Linked DNA regions of Mus musculus: region 2 is linked to region 1. The links are chromatin contacts, called in public Hi-C maps. All regions are on one chromosome and are shown on one strand. The core of a region is the stretch at or near the end of the contact, and the rest is flanking DNA. Distances in the headings are between cores, read along the strand shown.

What was found. A called contact is a pair of places that touch in the nucleus more often than the background predicts.
Region 2: a Hi-C map of the G1E-ER4 cell line shows a contact between it and region 1, with 3 times the contacts expected there. The contact joins two enhancer-like sites. A contact is called at or near these places in 1 of 39 promoter capture datasets (embryonic stem cells), 2 of 15 datasets of contacts at CTCF or cohesin (embryonic stem cells and large pre-B cells), 47 of 484 Hi-C or Micro-C datasets (the G1E-ER4 cell line, the HL-1 cell line, the N1E-115 cell line and 13 more), 3 of 115 datasets of contacts at active chromatin or transcription factors (bone marrow-derived macrophages, embryonic stem cells and microglia) and 2 of 9 other capture datasets (embryonic stem cells and embryonic tail).

Annotation. Positions count from the first base shown.
Region 1 is chr13:45,030,060-45,033,031 of GRCm38.p6, reverse strand. No RefSeq gene overlaps it. Among named protein-coding and RNA genes, the nearest start is that of Gm23104, 5.2 kb to the right of the region's middle. Within about 2 kb of position 1,596, at least 60 of the 459 cell types and tissues checked have an H3K27ac peak or open chromatin away from gene starts, as enhancers often do. A contact at or near this core is called in the G1E-ER4 cell line and extraembryonic ectoderm, where this site is marked.
Region 2 is chr13:45,233,993-45,236,964 of GRCm38.p6, reverse strand. No RefSeq gene overlaps it. Among named protein-coding and RNA genes, the nearest start is that of Gm34466, 32 kb to the left of the region's middle. Within about 2 kb of position 1,489, at least 10 of the 459 cell types and tissues checked have an H3K27ac peak or open chromatin away from gene starts, as enhancers often do. A contact at or near this core is called in the G1E-ER4 cell line and extraembryonic ectoderm, where this site is marked.

The DNA of each region.
Region 1 (2,972 bases), core at 347-2,846:
AGTACGGACTGCACCCTATGAAACCATGAGCCAGAATACATCCTCCTCCTTTATTCCCAAAAGGTATTTGGCTAGCACGATGATAAAGTAACTAACAGAGCAGGAAACTCTTTCTCCCCCGACCCCCTTCCATCCTGAAACAGATCTCAAGTCCTTCATTTGATAGGCGTTCTTCCTACACTGGAGGTAAAGGAGCACCCTTCTCTCCAAAGCTCCAGGGCCACTGAGAAGTGTCTGAGTTCTCCCAGCCTATCAGCCTCAGATCACATCCTTTTGAGCAATCATACCTCTACATAAGTGCCTACAAGATTACAGTATCTCAGTGATGGGGCGTGGCCCAATGGATAAAGTAATTAGTGAGCAAGCCTGAGGGTCTGAGGTCAGATCTCTTGCACCTATATCTCACCCAGAGGCAGACAAGAGGAAATCGGGGGCTCGCTGGTCAGCTAATCTGGGCTAAACAGCAAGTTCCAGGTTGGTGAAGAGATCTTGTCTCAAAAAAGTAAAATGGAGCAGGATAGAAGAAGATACTCAGAGATGCCTTCACAGAGAGAGACAGAGACACAGAGAGACAGAAAGAGACAGAGACAGACACACACACAGAGACAGAGAGAGGCACACACACACACACACACACACACAGATAAAAACAACTTCTCTCATTCTTTGGGCCTTTGTTTCTGGTCTCCCAGGTCACACACACACACACACACACAAAATCAATTTGTTATACTGTTCTCTTGTTAATCTGTTGTAAGTCTCCAATCGAAATCTAGTGATGGGAGGAGAGAGAAATCTCTTCCTCCACAACTGTCTACTGGGGTCGGGAAAAGTATGCATGTCCTGTGCAATATTTTGGGTGTGACTAAAGGGTATTTGCTCTTTGCCGGGAATCTAAATGTAAGTGGGCATCCTGCCCCTCATCTGCCAGGCCTCTTCTGAGGAATGTGATAACACCGGTTGATACTAGCACACTAACTGTCAACAGCCCTGAAGGGAGATTAGCCATTTTGTGGCATTTTCTCCTCTGTCAGGGGTTCACTCCGTGACTTTGAACTTTAACAGCTGTGGCTTTCTTGTTTTTAAAAAAACGAGGACCATAAAGACTTCCTCAAAAGTGTTAAGTCCTTTAAGGGGACGTAGTGTATGCACTGAGGGAGGCTGAGAGCTGAGCGGGGAGCGGTGTCAGCAGACTGAGGACAGCTTGGGTTACAGGATGTCAAGCCAGCCTGGGCTGTAGAATAAGACTTTTTCTCAAAAACAGAAAAAGAAAAAAAAGAAAAAGAAAACAGAAAAAAAAAGTTAAATAGCCTCATTTATTATAGCAGAATAGCTTGCATATAGGCATGATAGGCCAAGAAATAACACAATTCACACATCAGTTCTAGATGCGGATGAACCTCAAGAAACCCTAAAAACCCAAGCAACCAGTCTTCCCCAGTATCTGCCTCTGAAATGCAGAGCCGAGAATCTTGCTTCCTAGGAGAAGGCGTTTAGCCCAAACGTGTCAGAGTTCTATTTTAGAACTCCAGAGTCGGTATCAGGTCTGTCAGATGGAGTTTCCATCTCTTGCTCTCCCTGAAGAAACTGACTCACAGCAGGAAACGTTCCCGTGGAGGTCCTGATGGGGGTCACTCAACCTTGTCCCTAGCCCGCGGCTGTTTATCCTTTTTAGTTCCGTGTTCAGAAAAGTACACTGTCACTAGAAAACTTTAACATACAATTTTTTTTCTTTGACTTTATATTCTTTGTAGCCATGATAAATTCAGATGACCGAATTGAATCCCAAAAATGTAAACCTCCCGGATGTCTGCAGCAGGCCAGTGTCTTGAGGAAGACAGCAGCGTGCCCTTTCCTCTCTCAACCTCTCAAATGATGAATTCTTTCCCCCAGCTTCATGTGAGGAACAGTAGCAACAGCCAGAAGCCAGCAGCTGGTGACGGCAGCGTCCTTGGCAGCTGATGTGAGCTGCAGCGCCCCCTGCAGGCCCTCAGAGACGCAACGCGGTGTCAAGATCGCATCCTGGCTACCAGCTCTCAGGCTGCTGAGGTCTGCCCTCTGCTGACGATAGAGACTAACTACACTTTTTAAAACAACTTGTCTTTCTCAGTGCAAGGGACCCCATTCAGATAAGGTGCCCTTTACGCGTGGGTGGGAGACCAAGTCTCTACTTTGGATTTCTGCAATCTAAATTCATGGACCCCTCGGTATCACAAAAACAAAAACAATACACACAAATGAACCTACGTTCAAGTCTTGTCTCTTATGATTTTTTTTGGTCCAATTTTGAGATTTATGAAATGATGAGAGCAAATGGGAATTTTCACAAGATTGGAATTGCATGGTGGAGAGAGAGAAATGGATCGTCAAAAACAGCCGTAAGGTTAAACAGGTGTGAATGCGGGATAAATAGGTGTTCGGCGTTGTTCTCAGTGCAGAAACACTGTGCACTGGCTGGGTTTTGTGTGCCAAATTGACACAAGCTGGAGTTATCACAGAGAAAGGAGCCTCCCTTGAGGAAATGCCTCCATGAAATCCAGCTGAAAGGCATTTTCTCAATTAGTGATCAAGGAGGGAGGGCCCAGCCCATTGTGGGTGGTGCCATCCCTGGGCTGGTAGTCCTGTGTTCTATAAGAAAGCAAGCTGAGCAAGCCAGGGGAAGCAAGCCAGTAAGCAGCACCCCTCCATGGCCTCTGCATCAGCTCCTGCCTCCAGGTTCCTGTCCTGTGTGAGTTCCTGTGCTGACTTCCTTTGGTGATGAACAGCCATGTGGAAGTATAAGCTGAATAAACCCTTTCCTCCCCAACTTGCTTCTTGGTCATAATGTTTTGTGCAGGAATACAAACCCTGACTAAGAAACACTGCTCTATATTAACAGTTCTGTGATCCCAAGTTGAGGGTAAAAATGATGTTCAAGCAACCAGATCATTTAAACTATCCTGAGCTGTCTCAGAGTTCCAGGAAAACTTTTC
Region 2 (2,972 bases), core at 240-2,739, 200 kb before region 1:
GAGGGCATGAGGTGGGAATTGGACTTCCTTATTTGGTTGAATTGGAAATATATCTACTTTGTTTGTTTAACAATTTCTGTTTCTTAATATCTTTGGAACATAGGGAAACTGAAGCAAGCCGTTTATGGACCTGAACGTCCAGTAGCATTCTCTCTTGTAGCTTGAACATCTTGTGTAAGCCCAGAGCTTGGCCATCCTGCCCTCAATGGGACTCTAGCGGTGAGAGCTCTTTGCTCTGGGATTCCTGCCCAGTCTTCCAGCCCTCCCTTTCCTTTCTCCACTGAGTCGGCCCTTCATCCGGATGCACCCTTCTGTGTTCTCTGCTCCAGGTGACTCTGCACATGCAAGACCATCTTGGCTTTTGTCCTCAGAGGACTAAGCCGGGGAATCTCTCTTCATGGGAGAAGAGATCACCTCTGCAATCAAGAACTTAAGACACCCACTTTCTACCTGGTCGCAATGTTTACCTCGGCTGTCTAGCACACCCAGTCTTTCACCTTCGGTCCAGTCGCTCCCGCACGGTGGCTCAGCTCTTCTGTCCTCTGACTTGCTTGCTTCCCCTCTTGTTGATTTGCTTCCCTCTATGGGGCCGAATTACAGCTCACGGTTTCTCCAGCTGCAGCTGTGATTGGCACAGGTGAGGATGATTACTCATAACGAGGTTGCTTTCTAAACACCTCGGGCAACTTCGCATCCCTGAATAGTGTTCCTGATCCTTGTAACAACCAAAAGGCCAGCCTTACCTGCTTCCAACTGCCACACCCATAGAACATTTGGAGTAGTCTCTTGTCACTTACATATGTCCATTGTCCTTCCATCATAGTAAACTGAACATACCACAATGCCTTATGACTGGAACCGACCGTCAGTGTTCTCTGCCAGGGAACAGGTGCCAGATCCTGCTGTCACCAGTTTTAGGGCAAAAGCCTAGACTCCAGTGACTCTAACAGGTTAGGCTTGGCCACCTACTCTGAGACATCAATTAAAGGGGCAAGTGATGGAGAGATGTGGAGAACAGATCAATCTATTTGGAAGAACAGATAAAAGGGGTTCGGCAGTCCTAAGTTCGTCTTCAGTGGAATGGCATGAGTTTCAGGTTTAAATAGAGGGAGGATTGGGACAGGGAACAAGAGGAATGCATAATTAAACAGCCCTACTTAAGGTGGTCCGATAATCGCTGTCTCCCTTCTGAGTCCAAGGAAGTCCCTTTTACTCACCAGGTTGAGATAACTCAGGTAAGATGATTATTCATGCTTCAAGGTAAAGCTCGCCTTCATAGACAAGTGCCTTTTTCTCAGCAGTGGCCTGTCCTACAAGGCTCTGCTGTCCCTTCAATCCAGGGTGACTTCACATTTAGGACAACAGCTTACTTAGCTCTGTGCTTTCAGCCTTGAAGGAGGATGGCATGGATTAAGCAGGCACATGTTCCCTAAGTGACGAATGGGGTCACACAGGAGTCTAAGACAAAAGCGAAGGCGACAGACACCAAATGAAGGCAGGAGGTGTCAGCTTTCTCACCCTGCTGCTTAAGTACTTTGTGGGCCCAAGAGAGGAGACAGTGAGTTTTAGAAATCACTCTCTCTGTGAGCCTGTTATCATGCCAGAAATGATTTCACAGTTCAATAGACTGATGCTGCTTGGTCACCAGTCCCCAGCCGATCCCCCAGCATGGGTGGTGATCTCATGACTAGATGAGTTTGCTCTTCCAGTCCCCAGTATAACCGTTATGTCCCTCTCCACTCTGCAGAAAGCTCTGACCTTTACCCTACACAAACCCAGAAAGAGAACTCTTTTCCAACATAAAAAAAAAGTGGGTACCACAAGTTTGTGTGTCTTCACGCTCCTGCCCACAACTGTTAACTTCTGAAACACCTGTTCTCTGTGCCTCATCTTCCCTCTTGGGACAGCAAAAAGAGGGCTCTTTCCCCTGTCTAAAGCCACACCCCCATCTGTGTTCCCATCTCCCACTCCTACAGAAAACATAGCATGAAAATCTGTCTCTGTTATCTTCCCTCTCTCTTGCCTCCTAGATTCATGTTACCCTCATTCAAACATATTCTTCTTTCTCTGTCACGCAAGCAGCTCATTGTTTCGGTAAAATGTGTAGCACCACTTCCCAAGCTCCTTATGAATGCTTCATTCTGGAGTGTGGCGTAGCTTGCCTAAGGGTTTAAAAATAAAACGACCCCCCCTTTAATCCTGTATCACCTCCAACAACTGTCAAGTCCCTCTGGCTGTCTTCCCTCATAGTCTCTACTCATTATCTTGCTCACCCTGAGGGATCTTTTTGTTTTATCTTAACCCTGTTGTCACTGATGAATCAGAATTGCTCTTTCCTAGGGCGATAAGGCACGATTTTGTGGACACGATCAGTGTTCATCTTGCCTGACCTCTTGGAAGCATTTGCTGTCTTGTTCCATTCTTAGAGAACCACAAGCTACCACTAATTTCTATGATACCAACACCTCCCGTTTTACCACCTGCATCTGACCGTCTTCCTTCCGTGGATACTTTGCCTTTCTGACTATCCCTTTAAAATCTGTGAGCAGGTTTTGAAATCAGTGGCTCAGTGACTAGAGCCTTTGTCGATCCTGTTGAGGACCAAGGTTTAGTCATAGGTGACAGTCATCTTTTTCTTACCCTTCAAAGTTTTCACTGGCTATATCACTCTGGGGATGACCACAACCTTTAGAGACTATGTGCTAACAATTTACCCAGCCCAGTCCTCTCTCCCAAGTCAGATCCTCTTACCATCCTTGGATTTACATCAGTCTTAGATTCTACTGAATTCACAATTCGTAAGTTTGAGCTATCAATAGCACAGACCACTCTAGGCATTTTCTACATAAAGTGACTTCTGTTGGTGTTAGGGGAAGCTCATGTTTAAAGCTGGTTGAAAAGACTAAAGAAAACCCCAGGCTTCATCTAGGAATGGATTTCAGAACAATACCGCAGAGTTTTCCCTTGAAGGC